Regions from separate parts of the Mus musculus genome. Here region 2 is linked to region 1. A link is a contact called in public HiCAR-type data. All regions are on one chromosome and are shown on one strand. The core of a region is the stretch at or near the end of the contact, and the rest is flanking DNA. Distances in the headings are between cores, read along the strand shown. Region 1 holds the start of 1700025O08Rik (RIKEN cDNA 1700025O08 gene). Region 2 holds the start of Ndufaf4 (NADH:ubiquinone oxidoreductase complex assembly factor 4).

Region 1 (4,034 bases), core at 726-3,225:
GTTTACTTGGTGGACTACATTTACTGATTTTTGTATGTTGATTGTCCCTGATATCTGGGATGAAACCTACTTGATCATGGTAGATGATCTTTTTGTTATATTCTTGTGTTTGGATTGCAAGCATCTTAATGAGAATTTTTGCAAATATTTTCGTAAGGACTTTGTTCTGTAATTCTTTCTTTGTTGAGTATTTATATAGTTTGGTTAATCAGAGTAACTGTGGCTTTATGAAATGAACGGTGGAATGTCAAAGTCCCTTCTGTTCTACTTAATGGGATAATTTGAAGAGTATTGGCATTTACTCTTGGAAGTTCTGGTATAATTCTGCCCTAAAACCTTCTTTTCCTTGGACTGTTTTCGGTTGGGAGACATTTAAATATTTCTTCTATTTCACTGGAAGATATTTAGTTTAGTATACATTACTTAATTGATCATGATTTAACTTTGGTAAATGGTACCTATAGAGAAAGTTATCCACTTCTTTATTTTTCCAGAGTCAAGGTTTAAAAGTACATACTATGTTTCTCTGGATTTCTTCTGTGTCTGTTGTCATCCTCCTCCTTTCTTTTCTGATTTTCTTAATCTGTGTATTCTCTTGCTACCTTTTACTTAATTTGGATAAGGATTTGTCAATGTCATTGATTTTCTTAACCAACTATTTGTTTCATTGATTTCTTTTATTGATTTTTGTTTCTATTTTATTGATTTTAGTCTTGAGTTTGAATATTTCTCTCTATACTTTTTTTACATGTGATTTTTTTCTTTTTGTTCTAGAACTTTTAGTTATGCTGTTAAGATACTAGTATGAAATCTCTCCAATTTTTATATATTTGAATATAGTGCTTTGAATTTGTCTCTTATAACAACCTTCATTTTGTCCCATAAATTTGGGTATGTTGTAAATATATTTTTTATTCAATTCTAGAATGTCTTTGCTCTCTTTCTTATATTCAGTAGAGAATTGTTTCCATGTGCTTGTAAGCTTTCTGTTGTTTCTGTTGTTATTGATATCCAGCTTTAACTAATGATGGTCAGATAGGATGAAGTGTCTTACTTTCATTTCCTTGTATCTGTTGAGACTTGCTTTGTTTCTGAGTATTTGATGAGTTTGGAGTATGGTAGATGAGATGCTGAGAAAATGAGACATTATTTTCGTTTGGGTAAAATGTTCTTTAAATATGTTAGGTCCTTTTGGTTTATAATATAGTTTAACCCAACATGTTTCTCTGTAACTTTTGTCTTGATGACCTGTCTATTGGTGACAGTTGGATATGAACTTCTATATGTGATTTATGTTGTAATAGTGTTTCTTTTACAAACTTGGATTTCATAGGTGTGGAGTGTATATGTTAAGAATCGAAACCTCTTGGTGCATTATTTTTTTATGAGTATTCAATATCCTTTAGTCTCACTTCTAATTAGTTTTGGTTTGCAGGCTATTTTGTTAGATATTAAGATGGCTATCCTTCTTGCTTCTTAGGTGTTTTAAAATCTTTTCCCAGCCTTTTACCCAGAGCTTATGTCTATCCTTGATATTAACGTATGTTTTCCTTTTTAGAAAAGCTAATATGTACACACATGTACAAGATAAAAATCCTCATAAAAGCACACTTTATCTATCTTAGTCCCTTTTCTGTGGTTATAGAACAGTATGGTTTCAATCTCACCATTCAGAAGGCTGAGGTAGGAGGACTGTTGTAAGTTTTAAGCCAACATTCGTTCCACAGCCAGTTCCAACGTAGCCTGTGTTTCTGGTTGAGACTATGGTACAAACATAAAAGTGAAAGAAACCTATCATACCAAAATAATAATTATTTATCTGACTCATACTTATGCTGGCTGGGAAGGTTAAGGACATATTAGCAGCATCTGGAGAGTTTCTGTTCTTTTTGTCATGACATTGTAGAAGGAACAAAACAGTATTCACAGATGCAGAGGAATCAAAATCTCTCCCTCTCCTTTATCATTAGCATACTGGACAGTAAGTCACTCCCACAGTAACAGCAGCCACTGACTCATTCATGCTGGCAGGCTCCTGTGACATCACTATGCTCTGAATGTCTCACTGCATACTGTTTCCATTGCAAGGGAGTTTCAACATGAGTTGAGGAGGCTGCAGTCTGACGGAGTCTCACTTTAATTACATTGTCTGATCTGTACTCCATCTCTGGTTACCACTTGTTTGAAGATTCATATAGGTCTATCACAGGTATCTTTATAAAAAATATAAGCAGATATGAGCACACATTATTGTTCTTTATCTTTTCCTACATAAACAAGAACCAATTCAACACCAACCTGAGTATATTACTTTTCCTCCCATTAATGTATCTTAGAAATTATTCTGCATTGATACAGAAATTTCTAACAATGTTTATTTCAGGGGTCAAGCATGGGATAGACCTAAGTGCCCATGTACATATGTACCAGATGTGCAGTTTGGTCTTTATGAGGGTCCCCAAACAACTGGAACAGGAGTTGTCCCTGAATCTGTTGTCTGCTTATAGATCCCATTCCCCCAAGTGAGCTACCTTGTCTGTGCTCAGTGGGAGAGGATTGCGTGGTCCTACAGTGGCTTGATGTGCCAGGGTGGGGTGATAAGGTGGAGGCTCCCCCCCAGCCCCCGCTCAGAGCAGAAGGGGAAGAGGGCATAGGAAAAGGGGTTGTATTTGGGGGTACTTTGAGGAGGGGAGATGCAATTGGGATATAAAGTGAATAAATGAAATAATTAATAAAAATAATATAAATTTATAGAGTGCATGCAAGAGCACACATAGACGTGCATAAAAAAAAAAAATCCAGATACTCAGCCTGGGTGGTATGTAACCTTCAAAAGTGACTGCAGCTGAATCAATAGTGATTCAAGTCACCATTTTTTTTTCCTTTTAAATTTCTCACTGACTGTGAAGTTGTCTAATGTATTGGTAGTTAAGAGAGAGGTTTTTATAACCATGTGACCTCCCAACACAAACATTGTGAGAAAGTGTTTCTTGTATGCAGCAGAATAATTCTCTTTTGTTTGTTTGTTTTTGCATCCATTTTGTTAGTCTGTGTCATTTTATTGGGTTATTGAGACCATTGGTTTTGAAAGATATCAATATGCAATACCTTTTGGTTTATTCTCATTATTTTGTTGTTGTTTCTCTCTCTCTCTCTCTCTCTCTCTCTCTCTCTGTGTGTGTGTGTGTGTGTGTGTGTGTGTGTTTCCCTGATTTTGACTATTTGACTTTTCTGCTCTGAAATTATTTATTCCCTATGTTTTTTTGGGATTTACTTAGCCTCTTTAGGTTGGAGTTTTCCTTCTAGTACTTTGTAAGGATAGATTTGTGGATAGGTATTGCTTAAATATAGTTTTATCGAGGAGTATCTTCTTTACCTATCTATGGTAATTGAAAATCTTTCTGCATATAGTAGTCCTGGCTTGGATAAGTTTCCTCCTTGAGTCTTCAGAACATTGGGCCAGACCCTTCTGGTTTTTAGAGGATTCATTGAGAAGTCAGGTGTAATTCTAGAAAATGTCTTTATATGTTCTTGATCTTCTTCCCTTGTGCTTTTAAAATTCTTCCCCTATTGTGCACATTTGGTGTTTTGATTATTGTGTTCCAAGTTTCTTTCTTTCTTGCTCGGTTTATTTGTTATACCTCCCACTTCTTGTGGTTTCATAGGTATCTCCTTCTTTTGGTTAAGGAAAATATCTTGTATGATTTTGTTTACAGGCTTATCTGGGTCTTTGAGCTGGCTCCTTTTTCCTATCATTCTGTGTCTTTTCACAGTGTCTTAGGTTTTCTGGATTCTTTGTGTCAGGAATTTTTTTTAGGATTTACATTTTCTTTGCTCGATGTATCCATTTCTTCAATCTTGTCTTCAATACTTGAGCCTCTCTTCTATTTCTTGTTTTCAGTCAGTAAAACTTCCCACCAAACTTGTCCCTGTTCAATTTCCTAAATTTAAATGTGACACTGTACAACAACTAATAGACTTTGTGTTATTTCTCAAGTTCTTTGCCCTCATCTTTCCAGGAGACCGATGGTATT
Region 2 (4,034 bases), core at 407-2,906, 2.0 Mb after region 1:
AGACTTCTGACTTCCCTTGAGGGTCTGCCTTCAATCCTCAGGCAGAAGCCAGAAAGAAAATCTTAAGTTCAGACCTTCTGCTACATTGTATGTCTTGACAAGAAGAGCTGAAATTATGGATTTATGGTCCAGGATTTTGTTTCCATTCTGATTACCAAAGTAAGATAGCCAAAGGTGGGTTCTGCTGGAGCCTCTCTGCCTTGTTTTGGTCTTTAAGGGTCTGAGTAACCCCAGGCCAAGGCTAGATAAAACAATAGGCTCACCTGCCACTGTCTCTTCCAGTGTCAAATCCAAGCTTTCCTGCGTGTAGAAATTCACAGATCTTTAATTTTGTACTATCTGCTGTCCTGGACTCACTCGAAACTCTTGTGTAAGGTTACTTTCATGTAGCCCTAAGTTTGGTGGAATCACATGAAAATTTAAAATACTTTAGCAGGCAGTGAGTGGAATTGCTACTATAATTCTTAAAGCACAGAACAGACTTAATGAGGCCAAGGAACATTTCTTGATGTCCAGAGAAATTGGTTTTAAAAAAAAGGCACCCAGTTATGAACTTGTTTAAAAAGCTCTCAGATGGAAATCTTGGAGCAGACTGCCACCTTCAGGATAACTAACAAATTAACTCACTGAACACGGTTTTAGCTTCTACATAACCCATCTCCAGAGACAGGTTTCATAAGCAACAGTGAGAACTTTACCCCTCTAGTGTTTTCTCTATTATGAAACAGTTTAATTAGTAATAGTCCTTAAAAAAATGAAAACCCCTCCCCCTAATTTTTTTCTTTAAGTTGGTTAGACACAACTAATCTATTCACCTAACCAACCAGGCTAAAATCTTTAATAGATTTCACAACCACAGTCTGGGAAAAATATTAATTCGAAAACTTATTTTCTTGCTGGTGGGCTTTAAAAACTATGGGCCAATCACATTGAATACTTTCGGAAACGTAAAAGAAGGAAGAGACAAAGGGTGGGTGGAAGAGAAGGGGAAAGGAAGATAGAATGTGTACCGTAGATTTTTTTTTTCTTTTTCCAAATACAGCGTTAAGTTACACCAGGGTTTGCCAAGATTACAGAGACTCGAGAGGCAGTAGAGCTGAGAAATGGGGCTGAGAAGAGCACGGTGATTCAGCGCTAATGGAGGAGTATGTCAAGTTAGTACTACTTATGAGAGAAGGGGAAGGAAAGCCTAAAACTCATAGCACTAGGGACAAAGTGGCAGGAAAATGGTATGTCAAGATAGTGAAAGAGTTAAAACAAACAAACAAAACCAACACAAAATTGGCTCAGAAAGCTCCAGGCAAGGGACAGGAAAATAAGGGCTGTTAGAATGGAATTGCGGCTGAGAACAAATATTCTCAATTTCTCAAAAGCATGGGCAGGTAAATTCAGAACCTTGACCCTGCGCTCTGCCCTCTGAAGAGGTTGGAAGATCTCCGCTCCACACTGGCTACTCGGGATTTTGCAACCGTGGGATCACAGCAGCTCATCCTTAAAGACTCCGGAGTCGCCGGCCGGCGTCCCTGACAACGCCCAGATGTCTGCGCATGCGCCTGTGCGGAAGGGTGGGCGGGGCGGAGTCCAGGGTGCGTCCTCCCGGCCACCAGGGGGCGACGAGCGCGTCCTCGGCGTTTTACCGGTGCCTGGCCCCTGGTGTGCGCATGCTCCGTGCGTACAGAGGTCACCGGTGCCGGTGGCTTCTACACGTGCGTAGTGAACTAAGGGCATCATGATTTAGAGATGGGGGCTCGCGTGACCCGCGCCTTAAGGAACTTCAACGTGGAGAAGCGAGCGGAGCGAGAGATCAGCAAGAGGAAGCCCTCCATGGCACCCAAGCACCCTTCTACCCGCGACCTCCTGCAGGAGCACCGGAGTCGTGAGTGCAGTCCCTCCCAGGCCTCCGGTGACATTGAGGTCGTCCCCGCGCGGGCCCCGGGTGGTGGCGGCTGGAAGGAATCCCGGAGCCCAAGGCAGCCCGCGCTCTCTCCCGGCGTCTGCGCAGGCTGCACGCAGACTCTCGTCCAAGTGTTTGCCCCAAGATGTCCAGATGATTTTTTTTTTTAATATTGTACATGTTTACGAGTTTAGAGATTTTTTTCCTTAAAAAAAAAAAAAAAAGATACTATGGCTTATTTTCTTTCCTTAGAGTATCCAGAAATCGAAGAAGTTGTTTCTAAAAAAGATAACAAGCTGCTGTCATTGCTAAGAGATGTATATGTCGATTCCAAAGATCCGGTGCCTGCCTTGCCGGTAATGTATACGTTAATTAAGTTGGCAGTTTATTTTGGAGGTCTGAGAAAGTGATCAAGAAAAAGAGGGCAACGAGTGAAAGTGCAAAGTGTGTGTGTGTGTGTGTGTGTGTGTGTGTGTGTGTGTGTAGAGGGGAGCAGTCAGTGTAGAGCACAGACAGCTAGACACAGGCAGGCCTGGACCCCCTTCGATACTTAGGGTATACTTAGGGTATACTTAGGGTATACTTAGGGTATACCGAAAGACCTGTGAAGGGATTGATTGGATGGACCTGTGTGAATTGTTTATTGCAGAAGTTGTAGGGTTGGGTTACGGCATTTTTTAGTGGTTTTCTGAGTGACCAGTATGACTTTGAGAGCTATTTCATATTCTGTAAATTAAGATGCTCTTAATGACAACCTCAGTGTTTGGGGGTTTGGAGTGGGGGCACGTTCATAGTTTTGAGGATGTGTCCCAACAGGATATGTAATATTATATGTAAGTTAATATAGCATGCTGGAATGATGGGTATGTCTCCTGTGTCAGGTGTAAGTGTTGTGTGTAGTGATTAAAACAGTAATTACTCTCTGAGGCCCATGGTACGTTGCGGACCACAGACCATTCCGTGGATGAGCAGCTGTACAACTATAATGTAATTACGGGCTGGGGAAGATGAAAGGCTGCTTCTGAGGAAGTGACATTTAACCCTGGGCCTGGAGTGCAAATTGAAGTTGCAGCCTGGAAGGCAAAGAATTAGATTAAATGAAGAGGAAGTACCAGCCACAGCCCTCAAAGTTTTTTTTGTTTTTTGTTTTCATTACAAAACTTTTTTGTATTATCTAATACTGAGCAAAAGACTGCAATTACAGCTACTTCTATAATATTCATAATTTAATAGTGACAGTAGGATTTAGTTAGTACCAGATTTTCACACAATAAAGATACATTGATTGTTGGCCATAGTGTATTATTTTTAAGCTCAGCAATACTTGGAAGGAGGGTTTCCCATTTATGCTAAGTATGAGGTGCATGTGAGTGTGTGTGTGTGTGTGTGTGTGTGTGTGTGTGTGATTTTTGTGTAAAGATACTTATTTGATATTATACTTGGTATTTAGTCTGTTGAAGTGACCAGTTTAACCTCTTCAAATAGGTGCCAGTCACCTAACTATAATTTATTTACTAATTTTCTGACTTCTGTTTATAGACTTATTGGTTGTTTGGTTTTTGTTTCATCTTTTTCTTTTTCTTTTTCTTTTTCTTTTTCTTTTTCTTTTTCTTTTTTTTTTTTTTCCAAGATAGGGTTTCTCTGTGTAGCTCTGGCTGTCCTGGAACTCACTCTGTAGACCAGGTGTTTTTTGTTTCTTACCACTAGACCCATACTATCTCAATAAAGTGGTATGACACATCCTGGTGACTGTTATAACCTAAAAAAGCTTCATATCTTCTCAAATCACTTCCTTCTAAATGAACTTGGGAATCAGATTTTTAGTGTCTTTAGTAAGCCTTGTTTAGATTTGATGATAATTAGATTGTATTCACAGTTTAACTAAAGAGAGGTAAAGATCTTCTAATTTTTTTAGAAGGTCTTTGAGGAAGGAAGAAAGATGTTATTATTAAGTAGAAATTTTCTTCCCCTCATTTTAATGCACAGGAAAATAATTGATTTTTATTTTCTAGCTATTGACATAACTAGTTAACATATCTGCTAGGAAGTAGTTTTTCAGTTTTTTTGTTTTCTTAATATTTTATATTTATGTGGAATTTGTAAATTTTTTCTGCCTTTCCACTAAATGAAAAGAGGATGT

Evidence for each region. HiCAR-type assays count read pairs that join an accessible place to other places.
Region 2: a contact with region 1 is called in a HiCAR-type map of astrocytes, with 3 times the contacts expected there. The contact joins the promoter of Ndufaf4 here to the promoter of 1700025O08Rik in region 1. A contact is called at or near these places in 3 of 39 promoter capture datasets (hippocampal neurons and liver) and 1 of 115 datasets of contacts at active chromatin or transcription factors (astrocytes).

The regions. Positions count from the first base shown.
Region 1 is chr4:22,936,460-22,940,493 of GRCm38.p6, forward strand. 1700025O08Rik (RIKEN cDNA 1700025O08 gene) reads right to left here and starts at 1,976. Exons shown (of 2, transcript NR_169002.1): 1 at 1,668-1,976. It overlaps Gm30886 (a long non-coding RNA gene), which reads left to right and starts at 2,116. Exons shown (of 3, transcript XR_390437.1): 1 at 2,116-2,209.
Region 2 is chr4:24,896,427-24,900,460 of GRCm38.p6, forward strand. Ndufaf4 (NADH:ubiquinone oxidoreductase complex assembly factor 4) reads left to right here and starts at 1,657. Exons shown (of 3, transcript NM_026742.4): 1 at 1,657-1,876; 2 at 2,147-2,250. The coding sequence starts at 1,741. Gm46848 (a long non-coding RNA gene) reads right to left here and starts at 1,696. Exons shown (of 3, transcript XR_001784261.2): 1 at 264-1,696.